Regions from separate parts of the Nothobranchius furzeri genome. Here region 2 is linked to region 1. Evidence: chromatin contacts called from public Micro-C data. All regions are on one chromosome and are shown on one strand. The core of a region is the stretch at or near the end of the contact, and the rest is flanking DNA. Distances in the headings are between cores, read along the strand shown. Region 1 holds the start of LOC129164224. Region 2 holds the start of tmem186 (transmembrane protein 186).

Region 1 (7,206 bases), core at 1,672-4,171:
AAATCAATGATTAATAGTGATAAATGTTAAAATATCACCTGTTTTATGTCATTTAGACAGAAACATCTGAAAGCTGTTTGATGAGAAAGCCCAAAGGCTGATGAAGGAGCTGCTGCTGCTGCTGGGGGTGGTGGTGGTGGTAAAGTGTGTGTGTAGGGGTGGGGGGTGGGGTAGTTGCTGTTCGTCCACGGTTGTGAGGAGATAAAGCTGTGTTCACTTTTACGTAGAATATTTAATTAATTGACATGATTTTAGATTACTTTCCTCATCAGTAGCCAATCAGATTGAAACTCCAGATTGTTTTTTTTTTCAAAATATAAGTCCATTTGAAGATGAAATCTTTTGGATTATTTAAAAAAATGAGTTTATACTGTTTTTATTTATGTTTTCATGCTTTTTTCTACAACTTTTTGATAGTTCTGATGTTGTTTGAGGCAAATGTTAAACATTTTTTTAAATGTAACCCAAAAACCTGTTTTTCTAATTTTATAGATTTTGTTTGAGACTCAAGAATTTAAATCAATAAGATGTTCATTGGTCAAAGTGAAACTGCAAATTTCAGTCACTTTAATTTTGTTAAGCTAAATCCATTTTCTTGCCATGAGAAAGCTTTTAAAAAGTTGAGGTTTGACAATGAAATCATAATAGCTGAAAATCTGACTTTATTTGGTAATGAAAACAAGCTTTTTATTCAGTGAAATTTAAATGATGAACATTGGTGTGATGATTTTCTTGAGAATTCTCTCCATCCTTACATTTTGCTTCAAAACAGGCACTTGTATAATTTTTAAATGAACATTTCGTCAACATTTCTGAAGATTTAATCAGCTGAATCTCTGAAAAACACCAACTTTATCACAGTTTGATGCATAAAATTCAATTTGAGCATCAGCTAAATGATTCCCAAACACTCATAAGCTGAAAAATGTCACAAAGCATGGTTTTCTTTTCGTTTCCAACAGATGCGACTTTCATGCATCTGCAGTAGATGGATGTTGCACTTGACACTCATCATTTTCTCCCCCAATTGTCCACTTGTTCCAGTCACAAACCACTTGTTCCAGTCACAGGTGCATAAAAACCACTAAAAATGAGAGAAAAAGCAGCAAAAATCTAAAGGACCAAAGTGTGCTACAAAAACAGCTCAAAAGTGGATAACATGACTCTTCTCAGCCGTGAATCAGACCAGGAACCACTTTTCCATGATAATCACCACAGACTAAATTAGTTTACCTAAGCAGCTCTGTTCAAATAAACACCACGCCACCCACAAACCTCAGTCTGACTCTGCAGAAAGTCAGAAAGGGAGTGAAATTTTAAGTCTTTAGAAAACGTTTAGAAGGCTGATAAATAATCCATCCTCTCTGTGATGCTGATCCATCACTTAGAGGATGGTTTTAATTTACTGTAGAATGACTTCACATGTGAAGTTGTCACAGCTCCATCCTACTGAAGACCTCCAGACCTTCTCTACACCAATTGTAATCTGAGTCTGACCTCTAGTGGAGAAAATGAACCGTACAACTAATCTGTTCCAGCAGGATGTTGCAATAAATGTGTTTTTGTTACTGTTAATTTAATGAATTTAAGCAATGAAATCTGTGTGTATATAATACGAGTTTATTAGCAAAAACAGATAAAAGCCATCTTTTATCCAAAGTAAATAATATAAATCTGTTGAAAATGCATAAACAGATTCATCTGTTTTGCAAAGGAACTCTTGTAAACGTATTATTATTCATTGTGGGCACTCCAAGGCGCACCTGTACATGATTCACGCTGTCTAATCAGCCTCTTGATATGCCACACCTGTGAGGTGGGATGGAGTATCTAGTAAAGGAAACGTGTTCACTAACACACATGTAGACAGATTTCAGAACAATATTTGAGAGTCATGGGTGTTTTGTGTTTGTAGAAAAAGTTTCAGATGTTTGAGTTCAACTCATGAAAAATGGGCGCAAAAACAAAAGTGTTTATATTTTTTTTCAGTGTATTATGCAAAATAAGTCCAACCTGCAGCACTTCGGTCAAAAACTTTAGAGTTTTTTCTCACTGCATGTTTGATATAATAATAATAATAATAATAATAATAATAATAACAATAATTGTTGTTGTTGTTATTATGAATAAGATGGAGGCATCTTTCTGCTTAAAGGCATTATCTGAAACAAAGTCATTCTCATAAAAAATAATAAAACCTCAAAGCAGCTGAGTTTGTTGAACAGCAACACAGAACCTGTTTTAACTAGATCCTCCACTAATTGCATATTATCTCCTGTGGTGTTGCAGGAGGTGAAGCGTAGCAAAAAAAAGAAAGAATGCCGTCTTTGTTGACTTTTTGTCGATTTGGCTCTGAGCGTTTTGTGGAACCACTGAACCGTAGATCCTGACTGTTTGTGAAAATGTGAACTGTAGTTCCCTGGATTTGCTGCAGTCCCGTCCTCAAAACAAACAGTGGAGATTAAAATAAATAAATAAATAAGATGTGGACGTGATGCAAGAATGTTTACGCGACTCTGCTTTGGTAAAATTTGGTTAAAAGGAAAAATAACAGTTAAAAAAAAGGGGGGTGCAAACTTCTCTCAAATAGAGACTTTTTGTATTTTTTAAAAATAATAATAATAATAATTTTGTATAATTATCATTAACTTTACTTAAAAATAAAACATAAAAATACCATAAAAATAGAAATAATGCATAAAAATAGGAATTTAAAAACATATCCCATGTATTTTATTGGTGCACATCGATGTGAAATTGGAGGTCTCGCCATTGCATGCCATGTTAAAATCCAACTTTAATTAATTCCTCTCTGCTTTGTGCAGAAACATGCAGACTACTCTGCTTTGGGGAGCACTCACTTCCTATTACAGTATGAAAAGCCTAACATCGCCCTCCCCTCAGAGCGCCCCACAACGCTGCACAGAATAATGAGCAGTAAACAAGGGGAGCTGCGGACAGGCCGCCAGGGTTTCTACAAAGTTGGATGGTGTCTCCATGGCAACAGTCAAGCAGTTTGAGTCACACGGTCCAGGCGTTCTGTTCCAGGCAGTGAGAAGAACCTGAACCTGTCTGTGTTGTGGTTTTTCTTTCTGGGATGCAAATGGCAGCATGAGTGGAACCCATCAGGATCGAGCCCAGATGGCCGACAGCATCCATCTGAACGGAACCACGACTATGGGGCTTCAGGACGAGCTGGTGAACTTTCCCTTGATTGGTCAGCAACACTTTAAAGTCACTGATTCTTGTAAGTTCTGTTACTGTGAGTTTAGTGTTTGTTCTCCTGTGTTTGATGCAGAGATCAGAGTGGTGAACATCGTCCTCATGGCCCTGGCTCCGTGTGTCCTCGCTGCTACCGGCCTGTACTGCGTCAGTGTCTGTTACAACCACACCAGGTAGGATACACACACCTGTGACTAACATCACTAATCTTTTCATGAAGCGTGAACTTTCACCCAATTCTAACAACAAAAACCTAAATATTTAAAGATCATTTTAACGTTTCATCGTTTCAGCCTGATTTTTTAGGTTGGATTTTTTTGGGTGTTAAATGTAAAAAATATGCTTTAAACTAAAAAATAAAAACAAAACAGTTAGACAAATTACAGATCCGACATGCTGTCATTAACTGGGTCTCTGCACGTTGACACTAAAACAAATCCTTTCATTTAAGTTTTAACCTCGACATGAAGTCCTTCAATATTCTAAAATATTTTACTAGAATATTTTTCATTTGAGGAAATAACAATAATGTTTATCTTTAAATATCAGTCTAGTTAGGGACACAAAAGTTGGGGTTAACCAGGACTTACAGGGATATTTTGCAGTTTTCGCTTGCTTTAGCGCACCCTAGAGTCCTTGAAGTGAAACCAAAAGGGAAACTTATCTCCTCGCTGTGCAGTTGTCTTTTTAACACCCTAACCCTTATATGTCCTAAGTGCATTTTTGTGCTCAAACACCAGAAATGTTAGAAAATTAACATGTTAATCTAACAGCTGAAACATCTCCTCAGCCTCGAAGCGGTTCATCACTAAATCAAACGAATCAGCTGTGTTCACGATCTTACACATGCAGGAAACATACTGGAAACAGACTGCAGCGCCAGGCGTGTCAGGTCCACTTTCCTAAGTCCAGCAGACCGGACCGGCACTCTGAAGTTACAAATGCGGTATTCTAACCACAGGGGTCTGAGTGACATTTCATTAACCCCGTAAAAGGACATTTTACATTTCCAACATTGCATAAAAAATATGAAATTAAATGGTTTTCTTGAGCAATTATAATCAAAAATATCCCATTACAGGGTTAATGAAAGGCCACCAGCTCCCTGTGGCCACTTGCAACTTCAGAAAGGTGGGATGCACTGTTGGAGCCGACATACCTGGCGCTTCAGTCTGCTTCCGGCATGTTTCCTGCATGTTTCATCATGAACACAGCTGATTTATTTAATTTAGTGACGAATCACAGACACTAATGGAGGCTGGAGACACATTTCAGCAGTTAGATTAAGGTTTTAAAAAGACAAACGCACTGCGAGGAGACAAGATTTGCTTCTGGTTCTACAAACGAACATTAGGGGTGCTAAAAGCAAGTTAAAACTGCTTAGTTCCCCTTTAAAAGATGAAAAAAGTTGCATGGTATGGCTTTAAAACTATTAACTAATTAGTTATGTAACCAAAGCAATCAATTAAATAAAAATAAAATAATGCTTTTTTTTAATACATCCAACCTGTAAATTTAATCAGGTTTTATAACAAATTAGACATTTTTTTAAGCTATAAGACTTTTAGGAAGATTTTTAGGGAGACGTAATCCTGTCAAAAACTCTCCGCTAGAGTAAAAAGTGGATTTCTATGCGACCAGACCTTCAGACATAAAACTACAAACTCAAGAAGAATTAAAAATGTAAAAACGTTTAACGACAAAAGAGCACATTGTTTCAGAAGACAAAAACTAAGTTCAAACAATGGGAAAAAATACAAAACACATCTAATCAGCCACATTCCTTTTTAAATATAATTTTAAATTCTGTAATCATATTTTGTGGTGTTTTTGTTGTTTGAGTTTTTCTTATTGTTTCCTGTTATATTTAGTACTTTTATGCTATTTTAAAAACATTAGCTGTAATTATTTTATGATTTTTTTAAAATCTATTTAGTCAATAGAAATAGATTTGATTTGATTCTTTCATGTATTTTGTGTAATATTTTAATTTAATTGAGATTTTTATTAGAATGGGTGCTTGTACCTACTTCTGCTACCTGCTTTCCTCACCAGACAGTCGAAGAGAGCTCACGTGTGCGGGAGCGCGGTGAGCGGCACTGAGCCGGAGGATCCTGTGGAGGTCAGAGCCGTGAAAAGGTCTACCAGCTTCATCAACCCTCTGGTGGCCTTCTTCAGGAGACCAGAGGCAGCAAAGGACAACTCCAGGATCTACTACATCTACAGCAACCCGCTGCCTGTGGGGCTGAAGGAGGAAGAGGAGGAGCAGATCAGAGTCAGCAGGAGACCAGAGGAGCAGACTTCCCTCTCGCTGCCTCTGTCGTTGCAAGAGTACGCCAACGATCCCAACAGCGGCCTCGTCCTGGACCCGCCAATATTCTACATGCAGCTTTAGAGTGTCTGTCGTCAGGTTAGTTATGAAGAAAACCATATTAGTTACAGATCTTTTGTTGTTTCAGTAGTAATGAATTTTACATCTGAGCCATGCTGCTTTTTCATCTCATTACTAAAGTTGTGTGCAAATCTCTGGAGGTGTCTTTGTAATGACCCCTGAGGAACCTCAAGTCATGATGCATTCAATGACAACCGGAAATTCCAAGTTTCCGATTCTCTACAAAAATAACCTGAAGAATAAATTGCACACTGTTTTTTTATTTAGCCTGATATGTTTGGGAGAAAATAATCATTTTTAGAAATTTATTTTTTTCAGTTTTATGAATGAATTTTTTCTGTGAAATTATGTAAAGCTCTAGTCTGGACACAAAACAGGTGTCTTACAGTCTGTCTTTAATGGTTTAATCAATCATCACTATCTCTGTATTTTAATAGCAGCTAATGAAAAAGTCTCCACTGTGAAAAATGAACTTACAACAGCATTTTGTTTACGTCTGAATCAATTGGTATCTTGCACCGTGGTGTCTTCTGTTCTTCTCTGTCTGCTGCTTCTCCACTCTTAAGATATTAAAATTTTCAAAATAAATTTCATTTCAGAAAAAGTGTCAAAAAAAATTTCCAGCGCTTCTGTGGTTTTATTTGTGCAATTAACAAAATATATTTTTATTTATATGTCTACGGTTATGTAACGTCAAGTGGCCACGCCCATCTTGCCATTTGTCTCTTATTTCAGTGGTTTGTTTACCGTCTCTGTTTACTCCAGGTTAAAGGAGGGAATCCCAGACATCCCCCTCCCTCTCCTCCTGGGTGATCCCAAAACATTCCAGTCAAAAAGGAAAATGACCACCCCAGTCCAGAAATTATTTTAAGGGGGTGTGACACAAAATGAAATTCTGATTAAGGCACCCATGAAGCCAACACCAGGCCTGGCTAGGAGGCTTCCTATTCAGAAGCCCAAACAACCTCAGCTGATTCCGTTCGATGAGTAAGAGCGCCGTCACCGTTCTCTGTTGGAAGGAACTCCTGGTTTTTTTAGATTAAAGTCAGAATTATGAGGAAAGTCAGAATTTTGAAATCAAATTCAGAATTTTGAGACTAATGACAGAAATCCGAGATTAAACACTGAATTTCGAGATTAAAGTTGGAATAGTCAGAGTTCTAAAATTAAAGCCAGAATTCTGAGATTGAAGTCAGAATTATTTGATTTTCAGTGATCCTAATCCTCTTCTTTAGCTCATCAACATTTTTGTCTACAAATTTTTAAAGTAGGGATGCACCGATACCGGTACTGGTGGCTTCACTGTAACTTGTCATTTCTGTTGTAGTTTCTATATTGACCACTGGGGGAGCCGTTGAGCAAAAGAGTAACCGTGTGGGTTTAGGAATAAGAAAACCAGGGGGTGCTGTAGCTAGGTTAAACAGCATGTCAGCCGCGTGGCTGCGTGCAAATGTGGCAGTGTGAGCGTCCTGTCACAATGTCCTGATTGATCATGCGCCCTGGCTACTTGGCCAAAGGGATGTCCCTTTGACTGACTGGTTAGCGCGCACGACTCTTACCCGGGAGTCTGGAGATCGAATCCTGACTGGGCC
Region 2 (7,206 bases), core at 2,540-5,039, 250 kb before region 1:
TGCCTCAGCATAAAAAGTCTCCTGAACTGTTGACTTTCTATGATGTAACAGATATCTGAGGAGTGGTGAGTAAAAATGTCTTTATTATGTTTATAATAAACGTGTGTGTGTGTGTGTGTGTGTTTCTCAGTAGTGCGGTTCACAGTCTTCCACCAGGCTGTCGGTGATGTAGCTGATGTGTAGCAGCTCCTGGTAATACGCCTTCTCCACTTTTGTGTTGGTGGTCCAAACTACAAGCTCCACCCCCCGCTGGGCCCAGTACTGAATGTAGTCCCTGCAGACAGCACACGGGTAACAACTCCATGAAGAAGCACATGGAAACATGAAAGCCTAGACTAGAACACCTCGCAGGGGTTTTCTCACTCACTGGGACACAAAGTTCTTCTGTACCAGGAACGCCGATACGCCACAGAGCCTCCACAGCACGTGATGGTGCGCCCAGTCCAACATGATGTCCATCAGCGTCACCCAGTGATGTTTCCATGCCGATGAGAAACGCGGGACACCGTCTCCAAGACGACTCAGGCTCCAGGGTCTGTGGGTCAACGCGGTGACCACTTCAGGGTCGCTCTGCCTCATCTGGTTGGAAAGATGCGGGAATAAAAGTGCAGCAACAGTCAAAATGGGAATACTGGCAAACATTTAGTTTCCGCTGGTTGGCTTGGGCGGCTCCTGTTAGCAGGTTAACGAGTACAAGTTTGGTCCTCATGGCAGATGTAAGAAAGCCTCTGGAATTTTTAACAGGACGAATTTTGCCTTTTGGGAAATTTTTAGGCATATTAGGGGCAGCAGTAGCTCAACAGGTCGAGCGGGTTGTCCAGTAATCGGAAGGTTGCAGGTTCCGGACAGAGAATTCTGCTGTTGTGTCCTTGGGCAAGACACTTAACCCACCCTGCCTGCTGGTGGTGGTCGGAGGGACCGGTGCTCAGCAGCCTCGCCTCTGTCAGCGCGCCCCAGGGCAGCTGTGGCTACGTCGTAGCTCATCACCACCAGTGTGTGAATGTGTGTGTGAATGGGTGAATGACACACTGTAGTGTAAAGCGCTTTGGAGTCCTTACTCTGAGAGGTGCTATACAAGTGTGGGTCATTTATCATAAAAAGCCCAGATGACCCAGGCTTGGAGGATGAAGGTTCTCTTTTGTGGAGGAGCTGCGCTGCTGTTTGAGGAGACAACACTTTTTAGTTTCCCAAGTACTGGAGCACCATCTGCCTCCCTGTCAGCCTCTGCATGTGCTTACAGCTAAAGCTGATAACGTGGCTCTAATGCCCCTTTCCCAACAGCATGACTCGTATGGGTCCGGTCTGGTTGGACAGCTTCTTCCAACAGCACAGGTCGGTATTTTCCCCCTAGTACTTGCTTTGATGTGGTCACTGATTGGCTATGGGGTGGAGTCACTGACTGTTCCAGAGCTTTCCGTACGACGCCTCACTGCCTGCAGCCATCTCCTGGTTCAGAGTCTGACAAGAAACCAACGACTGAGCAGAAAGCTCAACATCACCGCCATTTTTGTGCTGTGCTGCGTTTACAAATCATTTCACAAAGTTCACTGATCCCCTCAGCCTCCTGCTACTTTTGTCTCGGGCACGGTTCTGCTCAGAAGCACATCAGGACAACTCAGATCAATAATGAACACGTATTAAACAAGTTGGGTTGTGCATTTGTTTTAATTTTCCTTTGGATAATTATATTATTTATAGTCTATAAATGGTATTTATCATGTTTCAAATAATCAGTTTAATAAATTATAAAGAGCTCAGCGAGTTTTTAGTGAAGGCCTTTCAAAATAAAGCTTTATCAAACTTCAATGCAAAAAATCATATCAGTTCATGCCTCATCTACAGGATTCACAGCTGCTTTTAAACACACACACACACACACACACTCTTACCCTGTAAATGACTTTGGGTTCGAAGGAACAGACGATGCTGCTGTTGTAGAGAACCGGATATTTCTGATACAAGTCTTTAAGAGCTGCAGCTGCCTGTGTGGGAACAACAAAGCACACAACTATAGAGGGTCAGTTTGCGGTGTGTGTGTGTGTGTGTGTGTGTGTTTGCACCCATCCAATAGCTGCGTGGGATCAGACACACTGCTGTGGGCCACTGACCTCTAGAAGATCAGTGACAAGAAAAACAACAGAAACTGATGAAACCACAGCTTTCTTAAGTAAGTACTCCTTAAAATGTGTTGAGCTGCAAATATCTGAAAACTTAAACAATTAAAACACAACGCAACACAGACTCTTAATTAAAGAGTAAAATGTTGCCTGTGCCTCTGTTTGTGACCACTCAACACAAAAGTGAAACGGTGCAAGCGTGGAAACAGCTAATTAAGAGCTGTGTTGAATTTGATCATACACAATGTCTGTAAATCTGCAGGTCATGAAGCATGTGGCAAAGGATTATTTCACTGCTAATTAGTCTAACTTGAATTTAAAGTGTGGAGAGTTAAAAATGACTAATAAGACATCTTGTTGCAGTTATTTTTAAACCAGTAGCACATAAGTAAGTTTATTTGAGCTTTGTTTTCTCTACCTGGTCCGGATGACCTTTGACATCAAAATAGATGGTGAGCTGCAGTCTGATGCATTCCTCCACTGCTTCCTGTAGAGTTGGGATCTTCTCACCTTCAAACTTGTTCCTAGTGATGAAGGAATAAGAGTGACACTCACTTGGAGAGCAAACTTATTTTAAAGGAAATCTGTTTTTATTTATTGCAGAATAAATTAAAAGGAAGCAGGCTTCTGCATTATGGTTCTTTTTTTCTGACACAGCACAAACCGCAACGCAGTAGGATAAAACACGCATTATGAACGTACAAGAGGAAGTAGGCTTTGCTAACTCAGCAATTTGCTGTTTCTCACCTGAGCCGATGTTTTGCAGCTGCATCCAGCTTCCTGAGCTCTGAAAATTTGATCTGGCTGAGACGTCCCGACCCATTGGTGGTCCGATCCACAGTCTCATCGTGCATCAGTATTGGGACCCCATCAGCGGAGAACTCCAGGTCTAACTCCACACCAGTTGCACCATTCTTACTGGCCTGCAGGTAAAAGCATTGGAGAACCAAGTCACCGTGAGCCAAAAAAGTAGATGCATTAAAATATCACATTATAAACATTTTGACGTGTGTCGTACACACTTTGGTTTAGTTCATTTGAAAATAAGCACGTTTAGATTTCAATCTCCTTAAATGGTTAGATAGTGCAAATGTAACCTGGGAGAGCTGTATCACACTGTGTGTGTGTGTGTGAGTGTGTGTAAATTGTGTGGGTGCAGCACTGGGCCGATTGGGGGAAGCTCAAGTCATCGTCACTACCTTCATACATGTTGGTTTGGTGAAGACAATTCAACTTCCCCCTGGATTTGAACTGGTCTCCCTGCCCTGTTTTGTAGGCACAACCTGCACAGACCGAGCTTTTATTTGGACTTTTAGCTTTTGCAATCTTTAATAAATTATCTATTTTTGAAGCGATCCGATTCTGTGCTTCATTGCCCACATTAATGCTGGTTGGTCAGACTCACTTCATGTAACATCTTGGGGGCTGATCTGCGGGTGTTACACAAATGTGTATTAAAGTGGAGGTATTACATTTTTAATCAATGACTAACTAAATCTCGCCATTAGAAGAAACAGCCGCTCTAGGTCGTGTGAAGGTTAACGGTTTAACGTCTTCCCTCCCCAGTGTCCCTTCTCACCTCCCGTATGGCTGCTATTGTGTTCTCCGGTGCGTCGTGTCCTCCGCCCCGGTGAGCGATCACAGACACCTTACCGCTGCCCACTGCACGGGAGTCTGGATGCAACACCTGCCGGGCTCGGCTGGTCGTCACCTGCGGGAACCGAAACATGGCTAGAAAGAAGTAGAGGGAAGCGGTGAGGACAGCCGACCACACCGGACTCCGCGTCCCCAGCAGGACCACCACGAGGACAAGTGAGTAGAGGGTGACTTCATCTCCCAGCTGAAGCATTGTAGACGACTTCTTGGGTTCACGAGCGCAGATTTTCTTCAGTTTGACATTTTCTTTCCTGTTAAGCTATTTTTCTTGGTTAAAAACGCGATGTTTCACACACATCCATGCTCCGTGTTATATTCTGACAGCAGCTATTAAGTGGAGCATTAAACCACATCTAAGCCGGAGAAAGCTAGAAACTGCTAGGACGGTTGAGCCGCTGAACGACCAAACGGGAGGACAACATTTCAGGTGGCACGTCGTAACGGCTGTGACCGGATGTTACGTAAAACAGGCGCGACCTTTGTCAAAGTAAACCAATAAAACTAACTCGTTATTTCACGAATCACACATTCAATGACATTTATTCTTCTACACTAAAACAACTGTAAATCCCACTTTGCTGGAGAACATATCTCGGAGGCTTGAAATATATTTCATTAAGTGGGGAAAACATTTTTCGACGGACCGAAACACATCTCGGCGCATCCCCGGATGTGGTTCTAAATAGGTTCGCTACATGCCGTTTGCAGCTCTTATTCAGTGTGAACAATTTCATACATTTTTTAAATTAAAATGTATACTTTACTAATGTTTCTAATGTGAGGAGAGTAAACGAGATCTTTAGGAACACACGGTTGTAACATCCGGGTCACAAAGCTGGACGTCTTCATGCCAAAAGTGGACTTGGGACTATTTTTGACTTTACCTGTGAATTAACCAGTCGTTGGCCATGGTGAGCATCATAGTGAGACTATTAATATTACTGTTATTACAGTGTTATCAAATTCAAAGGAATTGGTGGATCAAATAGATCAAACAATCCTACCCGCGAAATGCCCTTGAGCTTGATTTGATTCAGCTAGGAGATTAATTTGACCTCATTCTGAATAAGGGTTAACAGTTTTAATGTAAAACAGATCGAGACTTTATTCTGCTGTTAATATTTGGCTCAATTAGGTGACTGCATATTGCCTGACTGAATGTCGTATTTAATGTTTTTTTTCCCCCACAGATCAGGTCGATGTTGCTGAGCAGATTAACCCACCACACCCTGTCCTGCACAAGAGGATCATGTTTACTCTCTGGACGAGTGTCTAATGGTTTACAGTCTCATTTTTCAGGTCATACACCCATCCATCAGACCTCCCATGGACCCCTCACTCCTAAAATCACAACCTCCGTCAGATACTCAGACCTATCCACGCAGAAATTCTCTATGATTTACACGCTGCCACACATTAAGCTTCTCAGAGTCGTGTCCAGGCTCAAACTGCTCCAAACTGCAATCACTGCGGTCATCATTCCACCCATGTATTTCCTTTACTTCCAGGGTGACGTGTCCTTCTTTCTAGTATGCTACTCTACGGGGATTGCACTGTTTGCTGGTGTCATGCTGTATACTATGAGTCACTTCTTTAGAAGGGTTGTGGGGATGATGTACCTGGATCCATCCCAGACCACACTCAAAGTTTCTCACCTCACTTTTTGGGGCAAGCGTCAAGACACCTACCTACCCGTGTCAGACGTTTTGACCATCTGGGACACAGGAGACATGGAGAATGAGACCATACTGAAACTGAAGAGATACAGTAGTCCAGAGACAATGTATTTTTCTACTTATTACGGACGCGTTGTTGACAAGCAGGGCTTTGAGAGAGTGTTTGGGAGGCTAAAATAATTCTTCATTCAAAATGTGATCAACTAAATCACTGCTTTCAAGTATTGTAATAAGATCCAACAAATATACAAAAATATCCTGTTTTGAAATAAATGATTCAATTTCAATGTTTTCATTTCTTGATTTAAATAAATGTGACTAATGAGTGTCTGACTCTAGCCTCTTTACCTGGCCAGGTGAGTCGGACAGGTAAATGTTTTGATGTGTTTAATATCTGATGGCTCTGCAGAGTGGATCTATTCCCTTTACTGTTGATCTTATTGGTCCATTAGAGGTCTGAATGTGGTCATAAAACCCCCCTGGAGTTTTAGAGGAATCCTGCAGTTGAGTTTTCTTCCAACCTGATCATCCTGCATGGAAATGTGACTATTGATAAATTTTATTTGGAAAATCTATAATTTTTTGGGTTTCTTAATAGAATTCTATATGTTACAGATAAAAAAACTAATATTGTGAAGCAGACTGATTATGGTCTCGTACACAAGTTATAAAAAATTTAAGTTGACAAATTACAAATATCAGAGACACTGCAGTGAGGCATTTTCAATTAAAACATTTTCAGCTATTTGTAACATACATCTTTAGACAAAAACATCTAATCAGTTCTTCCAATAAACATTCAAATAATTACAAGATAAAATCCATGCATTTGAGTTTCCTGTATAGGAAATTTTCTCCAAACTCATCAGAAACACTTTTCCATTGCAACTCAGTCAAAAAAATAAAGCAAAATTATGCTGCAGATTTAAAATGCACTGGTAATAAGCTTTTATCAAACACGAGGGTCAATTATTTCCTGTTTCTCATATCATCTTGTATGTTGTTAAAACCTTTTGGCAGGCCTTTGGAGCATTTAGTGATTATACCAAGAGTCAGTAGATCCCATAGAAACAAAATAGCCAAAAGAGAATAAGAGCTAACAGCAAGAAATGTCCAGGGAAAATTACTAAAATGAAACAAAACTTTTGCATCTTTAGTAAATGAGACAAAATCCACCAAGAGATATAAATGAGAATGTTTGAAAAGATGGTTAACTGACAGAATTTTAAAACAAAACAACCCCTGAAAACCAACTGTTACAAATTTACAAAATAGCTACAATGAAGGTCAAGACAGCAGAAAAGTGACAATAAATGTTCAAATTAAATTACAAACGAAAAAAAAATAGAACTGAAAGATAAAAATGACTAAAGATGTTTGGAATTTTATGGATTTAAACACAAAAAAGATCTGAAGATTGAATTAAATAAATGATAAAGAGGTGTAAACATAATTGTAAATGTATAATCATCGAATATGTGTTGTGTTTATTTTACAATTAATGTTATGTTGCCAGGGCAACCATGCTTATAAAAACAATCAGTTGTAACTTGTAATTTTGACCACTAGGTGTCAGTGGTGTCACGTGACAAAAACACTTTTCAGGTCTGCTGACGTGTTGAGATTTATTTATCCTAAAACGTGAATAATTTGAGCACCAGTGGGCTTTTTCCAAGTTTAAACTTTTTCTTCTGATCATTAAAATAAAACCTGCAACAATTAAATTTTCTAGTATTCATCAGACATAAGATAGTTAC

Evidence for each region. Hi-C and Micro-C count contacts between places; a contact is called where the count stands out from the background.
Region 2: a Micro-C map of tail fin shows a contact between it and region 1, with 18 times the contacts expected there. The contact joins the promoter of tmem186 here to the promoter of LOC129164224 in region 1. A contact is called at or near these places in 2 of 2 Hi-C or Micro-C datasets (skeletal muscle and tail fin).

The regions. Positions count from the first base shown.
Region 1 is chr4:5,198,621-5,205,826 of NfurGRZ-RIMD1, reverse strand. LOC129164224 reads left to right here and starts at 2,921. Exons shown (of 3, transcript XM_054743592.2): 1 at 2,921-3,217; 2 at 3,299-3,395; 3 at 5,278-6,231. The coding sequence starts at 3,112. The coding sequence ends at 5,617.
Region 2 is chr4:5,452,291-5,459,496 of NfurGRZ-RIMD1, reverse strand. It overlaps tmem186 (transmembrane protein 186), which reads left to right and starts at 3,789. Exons shown (of 2, transcript XM_015967438.3): 1 at 3,789-3,929; 2 at 4,964-5,775. The coding sequence starts at 4,973. The coding sequence ends at 5,629. gde1 (glycerophosphodiester phosphodiesterase 1) reads right to left here and starts at 4,103. Exons shown (of 6, transcript XM_015967420.3): 1 at 3,697-4,103; 2 at 2,865-3,040; 3 at 2,536-2,641; 4 at 1,890-1,982; 5 at 368-579; 6 at 1-274. The coding sequence starts at 3,966. The coding sequence ends at 127.